Linked DNA regions of Hordeum vulgare: region 1 is linked to region 2. Evidence: chromatin contacts called from public Hi-C data. All regions are on one chromosome and are shown on one strand. The core of a region is the stretch at or near the end of the contact, and the rest is flanking DNA. Distances in the headings are between cores, read along the strand shown.

Region 1 (5,405 bases), core at 1,401-3,900, 180 kb after region 2:
TGGTTAGGTACAACGAGGACTAGCTTGCATCGGCACGGAAGTTAAAGTAGCCTAGAGCCTGACTCGCTTGTTTCCAACGAGCAAGGCTAAGTCGGGCGAAAAGTAGGACACGACGTACGTCGTGGTGTAAGGAGGGATCAGGGCAGATATTGTGGAAGAAGAAAATCGGCGGAGACGGGATGGCGCAAAATATAGGCCCGCCCTCATTTACTCTCTCATCCCTAGCTCTAGGACAAGTCCTTCCTCTATTCTTAGAACCGACGGCGGCGACTCGGATCTGCGCAAACGGCGGTGACTGAGGTGAAGGCAGAGGCGGAGACAACACTCTCCGGCAACACCGGCTGCTTCTCCCCTTCTTCTTGGACTCCGTCTGGCCATCCTCGTCTCAGTCATGCCCCCTCCCCTCCTCCCACCTCGGTCCGCTTCATTGGCTCCAAAGCTAGTAAGCAACATACCCCCCTCCCTCCTTTGTTAGGTCGTTTGTTATGATGGTATAAGATCGGTTGCGCCATTGCTGACCGCACCATGGATGTCACCTAGGTTGTGGACGAACGGATGAAGCTAGTAGTTTAGTCAGCATCACTGATTCAGGCCTGGATCCTATTGGTCCACAAGAGAGTCGTTCGTCTGAGTGACAAGCCTATCATCCGGTATGGTCCACCGTTAATCCAGGATCAAGAGAAGATAACTAATCATAACGAGACTCTCTGGATGTTTCAAATGAAAAGAGCACCTTTTGTCGGGCTTCTGCAAACTTTCACGAGCAGAGTGTTACATGATAACATCCACACCTTCGTGGAAGAGCAAGTAGCCATGTTTGTCTATATTGTAGGTCATAACCACAGGTTTATGGTTATCCACTACACATTCATGAGATCAATGGAAACGATTTCGAGGTATTTTAAGCATGTGGTATATGTTGTTGGGAGCTCAGGTGAGAGATGATCAAGTCACCAACCGAACAAACTCCTAGCAAGATTCACACTATCCAAGATGTTATTTGTATTTCAAGGTGGACATTACTCATAGTTCGTGCACTCACATGCTTGTCATGTGATTTTTAGGATTGCCATACCACCATATAGTCATGCTTTGATTGCTAAAGTGTCGACAACACATGTCTAGGGCATACATGTGTAGAAAGCACTACAGAAATTCGAATGTTCTTGTTGCGGTTGACTTTGATATGTAGTTCACCTATGTGATAGCTGGGTGCAAAGGATCAGCCCATGATGCTAACATCCTAACTGACAGTATGAGTCGACGTGATGGCATCAATATCCCTGATGGCAAGTTGTACCTAGGAGATACGGGTGTTCTTCCATCCTTTAGAGAAACAAGGTACCATCTAAACGAGTTCTCTTTCAGGAACTATCGCAAGGCTCCACAAGAACTGTTTAACCTCAAACACTCTAGCCTTAGAGCGACGACTGATAGGGCATTTGGAGATCTAAAGAATAAGTTTAGGATCATAGATCAAAAACAGAGATTTCAATGAATTGGTAAGAAGTTGCAGTGAACAAAACCGTGGCCGGAGCAGGATAAGTGTAAACTGTAAAGTTGAGGGCAGGTGCACGCACCTGTCCATCTTATTCCGCGCAATGACGGGGTGATGGCCGACGCACTAGCTACACCGTCCCTGTTGGTCCAGGGTTGCTGGCGCATCATCGCCTAGCTCACCCTTCCTTTCCTCCATTTTCCTGCCGGGGCTCGATGGCTCACGTTTGGTGCAGACCCACGGTACAAAGATTCCTCCCTATAGCTACGCACAGAGAAAGAGATTCTTTGTTACCATCGATCTTATCAACTTTGGATTTGTGATTTGGGAGGAGGGGAAAAGCCCGGCTGTGCGCCAAGGTCAGTGGAACTATCTCACGTCCTTAACGACTGTGACCTGACCTATAACACAACCAACGGCAGCTAAAAGAGCCCAGCCAACATACGTCACATACATGGCGTGCATTTTGGTCCCTTCGTACAGGGGAACGCTGGCTCATTCCATCGCCAAGGCTTCCATTGGCCAAGGATGGATGCCGTGTGATCTCGGCCGTCCGATCCGGGTTCCATTCGTATATGGCAGGAATATATCAGCCAGCTTTGACAGCTTGCACGCCTTTTACCTCACACCGGTCGATGACGACATTGTGTCAACACTGCACTAAAACCGACCAGAAAGCGCACCGCCTCCCCAGGATTAATGAAATCCTCAGCCGCCATCCGCCAAGCACACCTCTTCTTCCCTATACACATACCCAGGGCACATACCCAATTTAGAATCAGGCCCCTGTCCGCCTTCGTCCATCCGGTGATCGGCGACGAGGGAGGCACGGCAGCAAGGCGACGCGGCAGCCGTCACCGGAGGAAGAAATCCAGGTTCCAGACAGCCGAGCCGACGGCCGGTGACCATGGATGAAAACAAGTTTCAACTTAGCCCGTGGATCCTTACGGAAATATCTCCCCAAAGTGCAGAGAATCCAGTTTCCGGATACCATGTCATTAAGTATGGAGCACTTTGCACCGAGGTTAGTGACACATGGCACATACGATGCGCAGCCCCGGGAGCGCCAGACCCCACCTGGACAAAGGACAACGACTCTCCTCACCCTCACCCTCACCCCACGCCTCCTTCCTATATTAAAGTAGCAAGCGCTGGCTCCATCTCCCTGCAGCAAGCACATCGCATTCAGGCATAATCAGCGATTCAGCAGACTCGCCACCATGTGGGCTACCAAGCATACCTTGCAAGCGCTTCTCCCATGGCTCCTCCTGTTCGTGCAGCAGGCCGCGGCCAGCGGCGGGTGCGAGTGCACGACCGCCACGGACGGGGCGGACAAGCAGGGCGCGATGAAGCTCAAGCTGGTCGCCATCGCGTCCATCCTGGCCGCCGGGGCGGCTGGCGTGCTGGTGCCGGTGCTCGGACGCTCCATGGCCGCGCTGCGCCCCGACGGCGACATCTTCTTCGCGGTCAAGGCGTTCGCCGCTGGAGTCATCCTTGCCACCGGCATGGTGCACATCCTGCCGGCGGCGTTCGACGGGCTCACCTCCCCGTGCATCCACAAAGGCGGCGGGGACAGGAACGGCTTCCCTTTTGCAGGACTTGTGGCCATGTCTGCAGCCATGGCCACAATGGTGATAGACTCCCTGGCTGCTGGGTACTACCGCCGCTCTCACTTCAGCAAGGCACGCCCACTTGACAACATCGACATACCTGGACACACCGGAGATGAGGAAGGGAGGGCCGATCATCCACATGTGCACACGCATGGCCATTCACATGGTGAGGCGATTGCTGTCAGCTCGCCGGAGGAGGCTGCGATAGCTGACACAATCCGGCACAGGGTGGTATCTCAGGTAAGTTAGAGCAGCCGCTCCAAAGCTCATAGGACTTCCTGGCAAAAGTAATTGGAGGTTAGTTCCATAACTTCCCGTATACCAGAAAAATAGTGAATCTTAAAATGATGCGAGCATGAAAGACGTAACTTTAAAAATACAAAAATATATTAACTTTTCATGAACACGAATAAAGATGACGTAGTGGAAAGGTGGACTACATCAGCACATAATGTTCCAAAATATCTCATCTGACCAAACTAATATCTACGTTGAACAGTTTCAGAGAAAACAAACAGAACAATTTCAGAGCAGAACCAAAAGGCATAGTGGCAGGTTAAATAATTCTCCAAGGTCAATTTGGCATCTCGCTCAAAACCTTTCCATAATAATGAAACAAAAATAAACAGAGATGTGAATGAGGAGATCAATACCTATTCGAAAGGCCAGGCAGTTTGCCGTTTACTCCTTTAGGACAAACTTTACCTCTTCAAATAAAGAATCCAGTTCCTCCACAAACTGTTCGCCAAGTTGGTAGATATTTTGGAGAACCAACCAGTCCCGCGTTAAAATAACCATAAGTTTACCATCATGCAGGTTCTAGAGCTGGGAATCTTGGTGCATTCAGTGATAATTGGCGTGTCATTAGGAGCATCTGTGAGGCCATCCACCATCAAGCCTCTGGTCGGTGCCCTCAGCTTCCATCAATTCTTTGAAGGCATAGGCTTGGGTGGTTGCATTGTTCAGGTACCTGTGCTTGCACTGATAAGAATCTAACTTGTTTTCCTGCCTCCATTTTTTAATATGATACCAGGAAGGTAAAAAGATAATTTTAAATCAACATGTCAGGATATATACACTCACAGAAGGGGAGGCAAAAATGAAGGATGATTACAATATTAAGTTTAAATTAAATAGTTCGCTGATAGCAACATGAGTATGAGACATTAGAGGCATGATGAAATAATACTGATATTTGTCTTCCAAAAATAATCAACACATTATATACAACAGCCATTGATAATTGATCTTTTCAGGGAGAAAATAGAAAGTAACCAGTTTGAGGACTGATATTCCAGTCCTAAAGACATAAGCTAAAATAAGCAAAGATTCTGAAGAAAGCAAACAAATGACACAGAGGATAAAGAACCAACTTTATAAAGTGGTCCATAGCAACAAAAGGCTAAGTGGCTAACATCTTTGATTTTCACATTTTCTGCAGGCTAATTTCAAGGTAAGGGCAACCATCATCATGGCAACGTTTTTCTCCCTTACCGCACCAGTGGGCATCGTGCTAGGGATTGCGGTTTCATCTAGCTATAATGTGCATAGCTCTACTGCCTTCATTATTGAGGGAGTCTTCAACTCAGCCTCGGCAGGGATTCTAATCTACATGTCCCTAGTGGACCTTCTAGCAACAGATTTCAATAACCCAAAGCTACAGACAAATACAAAGCTTCAGCTGATGACATATCTTGCACTTTTCCTAGGTGCTGGGATGATGTCCATGCTTGCCATATGGGCATAGATCTTCAAAGCAATGACCATTGCAATTGTATTTCCTGCTAAAGTCGAAGTGCTAATTGTATTCATCCAGGAGTTCTCTATTTTCTCAAAATAATACACCCTTGGTGAAGAATTGACCATATTCATTCAGGAATTTTCTATTTCCCGAACCAATGTACTCTAGGATATTCTCTGTACATCATAGTATGAGATTGTGTGATGAGTAGATGTCAGCCCTAACTACTAAGCAATATAAGTAATTAGTTATACAGTAGGTTTTGGACTTCCCAAATTTAGACCAGATGAGTCCCTCACACCAATAATAAATCTGCATGGATACTTTTCCATTAACCAAAAGGACCAAAACAGGACTAGTTTGTTCAGCTTGATAGTTAAAAACTGTTCAAGAAAACCTGACAGGAGAGATTCAAAGCTTCAGAAAAGATGTAAAATTACAAAAACAAAAGAGGCCTACGTGATTTATCCACAGTTGTATATGCTCCTGTGAGAAAACCACAAGTAAACACAGTTACACACAAGACTGCTACTTCTTTGAGTTCTTTCAACAA
Region 2 (5,310 bases), core at 319-2,818:
AAAGCATAACATAAAATAATGCACAATCAACTATTCATGGTTTATGACTATCACGTTACTTGCCAGAGCAACAAAATATCTAAAACAGCAAAGAGCAAAATTCATGGGTCAGTTGTTTCAACATGATCTAAATAATATTGGCTGCGGATCTACCAATGACAACCACTGTACCAACTGAGAGTTTACTCTAAACAAACGTCAATACTTCGTGTGGAGAGCTAGATACCTAGCTAAGCCAAGAGAAATGGTACTGAAGTAGTAAGATCTCCAGCTAAGCAAACTTCCACCAATTTGCAAATGGGAGTAAACCAAACTAATCCATTATGTTGCAATGAATGCCCACAAATAATAGTAAGTGACAATCCTTCTGATGTCCTTCAGAAGTATGAAAGACTAACAGCACCTACATGAGTACGAAAACAGTGTTAAAATAGAAGGATTGGCTTGTAGTTCACCTTCGATCGCTTCCCTTGGGGTCTTGAAACCAAGGCCAACACTCTTCCAGAAGCGGTTGCCAGCCTTGCCGGGCCTCTTTGCCTTGTCAGCCTTCTTGGTGCTAAATTAAACAGCAAACCATTGTTAGGGTATGGGCATTACATTGGATCAATACAAGACATGTGCATTGCAAAACAACACCAGCACAACAAGAAGGTTAATCGAATTACTCACCTGAGGAAAACCTTTGGCTGCTTGAGGAAAGACTTCTCAGTCTGCACAACAGATCAGGTTTAAGCCATCAGAACTATCACAACCACACACTTTAATCAATTATGGGCATGAATGAAACAAGCGAAATCAACATTATAGACTCCATCTAGTGCTTGCCAAACTCCAAATGAACCATACAACAAACGGAACTTCGTCAGAGCGGGTCTAGTGCATCGACAACTTGGAGTTGAAACCATCCCACTAAACAACAAGATCCTACTGCGTCCAAATAATCAGAGAAGAGCCCGTAATAAAGCTACAGTGACAGCATGCATCACATTTAGCAGATCCTACTAACGACCAGGAGGGAACAGACGCTCTCCAAGTTCGTCACACCGCAAGAAACAACCACCTCGCGACTGCCAAGATACCGCATGCTACCAATCGATTTGCAACGAATACACAAGCTTCTCGACGAACAGATCTAAGCATACACGGCCGAAAAGCGCGAAGGCGCCGCATCACAAATCCCAAGCACGCGGCGGCAGCAAGCGAACGGGGGGAGCAGAGGTAGGGCGCTGCACGGGGGAGGACGGGGGGAGCCTTTACCTGCTCCGCCATGGCTACGAGGTGGGCTTCGAGCGGCTCGGAGGCGGCGGCGGCGGCGGCGGCGGAGCGCGGGGATGCGGGTGCGAGGAGGCGAGGCGCTGACAGGAGTTGGCGGCGGGGCGGAAACCCTAAGGGTGCATTCTTATAGAACCGAGCGCCGCTGCGGAATGCGCAGCCCTTTCCGGGCCTTGCCACCCGTCTCCTCGGCCCGGTCCGTCACGGAGGCCCATGGGAGGCCCGCCTGTCGTGGATAATCACTCGCGGCGGGGTTCCGTCAGATCAGGCCGTTGATGGTGTGTTAGCCGTCGGATCTTAATGCTCGCTCCGACCATCCTCCGTGCTGAAAACATAAACCAGAAAGAGAGAGAGAGAGAGGGATCTCCTCGCCGTGGTCTCTCTTCCTCCCCCACTCCTCCCTCTCCCCTCCGGCCACCGGCGCGGCTGCTTCCCCCCTCTCCGTCCCTCTCCGCGCGACAGGGTCTGGTGGCGCGGATTCGTCCCGAAGCCGATCGAACCGGTTCGTTCGGTAATCTGCCAAACCCGCGCTGGTTTTTTGCAAATTCCTCGATCCGTCCCGTGCTTGCGGCGGCCGGCGGCGTGGGCGAGCGGCCCGGCTGCGTGCGATCCGCGCGTAATGGCGACTCGATTGTTCGCGGCTGTTGTTGTCTTTTCCGCCTGGAGAAATTCGTAATGGAGTCTCCGCCGGTTTTGTGCAGTTGGAGCGTAATGGCGAGCCTGCAGCCTTCCCTCCCCGAGCCCTCCTCCTTCGCCGGGGCCTCGCCGCCGTCTCCCTCCCCGATCGGTGGAGGCGCCGGTGGCGGCTCTGCCTCGGCGGCGCAGGAGCCCAGGAAGATGGCGTCGGCGGAGCAGCTGGTGCTCGACCTGTGCGACCGCGAGCTGCGCGAGAACGCCCTCCTCGAGCTGTCCAAGGTCCGTCGCGTCCTCTTCTATTTCTACTAGGGTTCTAGCGCCTCCTTGCACAGAGCAATTGCAGACTGCGTGTTCGTTCAGCCATTTATATAAGGTGTTTTGTAAGGCTGAAGTAAATCGGTAACCAAATTACTGATTTCAGAAACGAGAGATATTCCAAGACCTGGCCCCGCTTCTCTGGCACTCTTTTGGCACAATTGCTGCACTGCTTCAGGTATGCGTAATTCATCTGTCTTCGATGTTTATGTTTTGCATTTCTTTACCTCATGCTGTTTTTATGTTGTCTGACTGTGAAAGCAGTCACTATTCTATTTGTGTTTTCAAGTCGCCACTTGCTGTTTTGGATGCAGGTTATCAAAATTTGGATCTACTTTCTCACTTTGTGTGTTTGACAACCTGAAAATACTCGCAGGAAATTGTGTCGATCTACCCTGCACTTTCACCCCCAACTTTGTCACCAGGTGCATCAAACCGAGTCTGCAACGCACTTGCACTTCTTCAGGTACAGCTCGAAATAACAAGTGGGGAGATCACATTTACAAAATTGCTTCAAGTCTCCCATGTTATTAGATTTGTTATTGCGTATATTTATTGTCTAATTTTGTGTGTTTGTATTACAATAATTGCAGTGTGTTGCATCGCACCCTGATACCAGAATCCCTTTCTTAAATGGTAACGAGTTCAGCCATTTGCATTGTGTCTCACATATTCTAATTACTAGTAGCTTGATATGAAAGAAGAGCCATTCGGCTTTTGATATTGTTGTTGTTAGCGATTCACTTTCTTCTCTCTGTCCTCCATTTGTTCCTTTCAGCTCATGTGCCGCTGTTCTTGTATCCGTTCCTGAATACATTCAGCAAGACAAGGCCTTTTGAGTACTTGCGGCTTACCAGCCTGGGTGTCATCGGTGCTCTTGTTAAGGTATTTTTGGTACAATTTTACATGAACTAACAATTTTTGTATCATGAATCCAACCCTGCAATGTTATATATTAAACATGATCCTTTCACTAATTCTTCAAACAATGCAGCATCATGTTGTTTTTATTCCAATAACCTGGCATGAACAATGAATCTAATAAGGCCACAAGGGATACATCCATATTACTTCGTTGTGCAACGAAGAGATAAACAACTGAGTAACTTATAAACAAGCAATGTTCTATCTAATGTTTTCTTCTTTCTTTTGGAATAAGCTGCATGTGTTTCCAAATACCAAACGTTCTCTTCTTGCCTTTGGAAGAAGCTTCTTTACCTTATTATTATGCATGCAGGTTGATGACACTGACGTTATCAGCTTTTTGCTGCAAACTGAAATAATTCCTCTGTGCTTGCGTACCATGGAAATGGGCAGTGAACTATCAAAAACCGTGCGTATCTAACCATCTCAATCCTCATCTAAAGTGTTACAGTCTTTCTTTTCTGTTTAGCCCTAGAAAAGATCAAATTACTTCTTCTTTTCAAAAATTATATTTGGCTGTCTGAAGTTCCTGTGGAACGCTATATCACTAATTTACTACTCCCTCCGTTCCTAAATATAAGTCTTTAAAGAGATTTCATTAGAGGACTACATACGAAGCAAAATGAATGAATCTACACTCTAAAATATGTCTATATACACCCGTATGTAATCTCCTAATGGAACCTCTAAAAAGACTTATATTTAGGAACGGAGGGAATATCAGTTAACATTAATATGCTTGTGATTATCTATAGCCTTATATGCCATGCCAGGCTTCTCTCTGATAATAACTTGAAACCACTTCACAGTTTATAGACTTATAAAAGGTGTATTATGCGAAAAACCTCAAATGCTGTTTGGCTTTGGCAATCAGTAATTGACCTATGCTGCTAAGGGCGTTGCGTTACTATTATCAGTTATCAATTGGACTGGAAGATCAATAACTTTGTGGATACATAAATATGCCAACGTTTTTGCAACATCTTTCCTGTATAACCCACAGCCACAGGAGTTGAATATTTTGAGGTGCTTAAGGCCCTGTTTGGATTGTCGTTTTACTTTGAAATACACCTGTAAAAAATACATGCCTTGCTCTGTCGTTTTGTTTCCAGCCCAAAATTACTCAGTTGCCAGTATGGCGTAAGTTAAAACACCTCCGCATTCGATTACACCGTTCCCAAGCGCGCCCTAAGATTAATTTGGGTGGAATACAAGTTGAGGCTTGGCCACACGGGGTCTTATACAGATAATGATATAAATGCATCCAGTTTCATTAATTTAGTTAAATATGCATAAGCAGGTCGCTACCTTCATCGTCCAAAAGATTCTGCTGGATGATATTGGACTGCACTACGTATGTGCCACCGCTGAGCGTTTCTATGCTGTAGGCAGCGTTTTAGGAAATATGGTAATATCACTTGCTGATCAGCCTTCCACAAGGTTGCTCAAGCACATTATTCGATGTTACCTCAGGCTGTCAGATAACCCCAGGTTTGTGCTGTCATTCATATGTCACTAAATGATTTTACATCTATCTTCCCATGTGCTGATTTTTTGTCTTCCCTCACAGGGCCTGTGTTGCACTACATAATTGCCTCCCTGACATGCTGAAAGATGGGACGTTCAACATTTCTCTTAGGGTGAGTCATATGCTGTTAACATATCTGTCATTACCAGTTCACTCATGTATTCAAATAAAATGAAACGAACTTACCGATCAGATACTAATCGTATTTATATATCTGATGAAACGAAGGATGACCCCGCGACAAGGCGCTGGCTCCAACAACTGCTGCATAACGTGACAGTGGGTGGTATGGGAGGACCTGGCATGGGGGTGCCTCCCCAGCCGGGCCTGGATCACATGATGGGGATATGATCCAGTTTAGTTGCTGCGATTCACAACAATAATGGAGTCCCTTGTGAATTGCGGGTAGGGGAAGATTATCTTCCCTCGGCCTTCTAGAAGTAGGTTGTGCGATGTCGGTGTAGTTTCAACCTTACGGAAAAAGGAAATGTTGTGTTGTGTGTGTGTCGAAACATCAGCAGCAGCTCAAGCTGGTTTGCTTATCCTGTAATACTGTGAACACAAGCAAGGCAAGCTGTTTTCTGCTTTTCTGGTGTTGCAGCGGAAATGTTTTTTTTCTATCGAGGTTGAACGTC

What was found. Hi-C and Micro-C count contacts between places; a contact is called where the count stands out from the background.
Region 1: a contact with region 2 is called in a Hi-C map of leaf, with 2.1 times the contacts expected there. The contact joins the promoter of LOC123427629 here to the promoter of LOC123427622 in region 2. A contact is called at or near these places in 2 of 6 Hi-C or Micro-C datasets (leaf and seedling).

Annotation. Positions count from the first base shown.
Region 1 is chr2H:601,644,856-601,650,260 of MorexV3_pseudomolecules_assembly, forward strand. It overlaps LOC123427629 (zinc transporter 3-like), which reads left to right and starts at 2,651. Exons shown (of 4, transcript XM_045111710.1): 1 at 2,651-3,351; 2 at 3,928-4,077; 3 at 4,553-4,564; 4 at 4,821-4,982. The coding sequence starts at 2,719. The coding sequence ends at 4,832.
Region 2 is chr2H:601,470,602-601,475,911 of MorexV3_pseudomolecules_assembly, forward strand. LOC123427622 (CCR4-NOT transcription complex subunit 9-like) reads left to right here and starts at 1,569. Exons shown (of 9, transcript XM_045111703.1): 1 at 1,569-1,783; 2 at 1,974-2,187; 3 at 2,330-2,401; 4 at 2,600-2,689; 5 at 2,817-2,859; 6 at 3,002-3,108; 7 at 4,448-4,638; 8 at 4,718-4,787; 9 at 4,904-5,263. The coding sequence starts at 1,984. The coding sequence ends at 5,026. It overlaps LOC123427621 (40S ribosomal protein S11), which reads right to left and starts at 1,395. Exons shown (of 6, transcript XM_045111699.1): 1 at 1,258-1,395; 2 at 670-710; 3 at 456-556. The coding sequence starts at 1,269.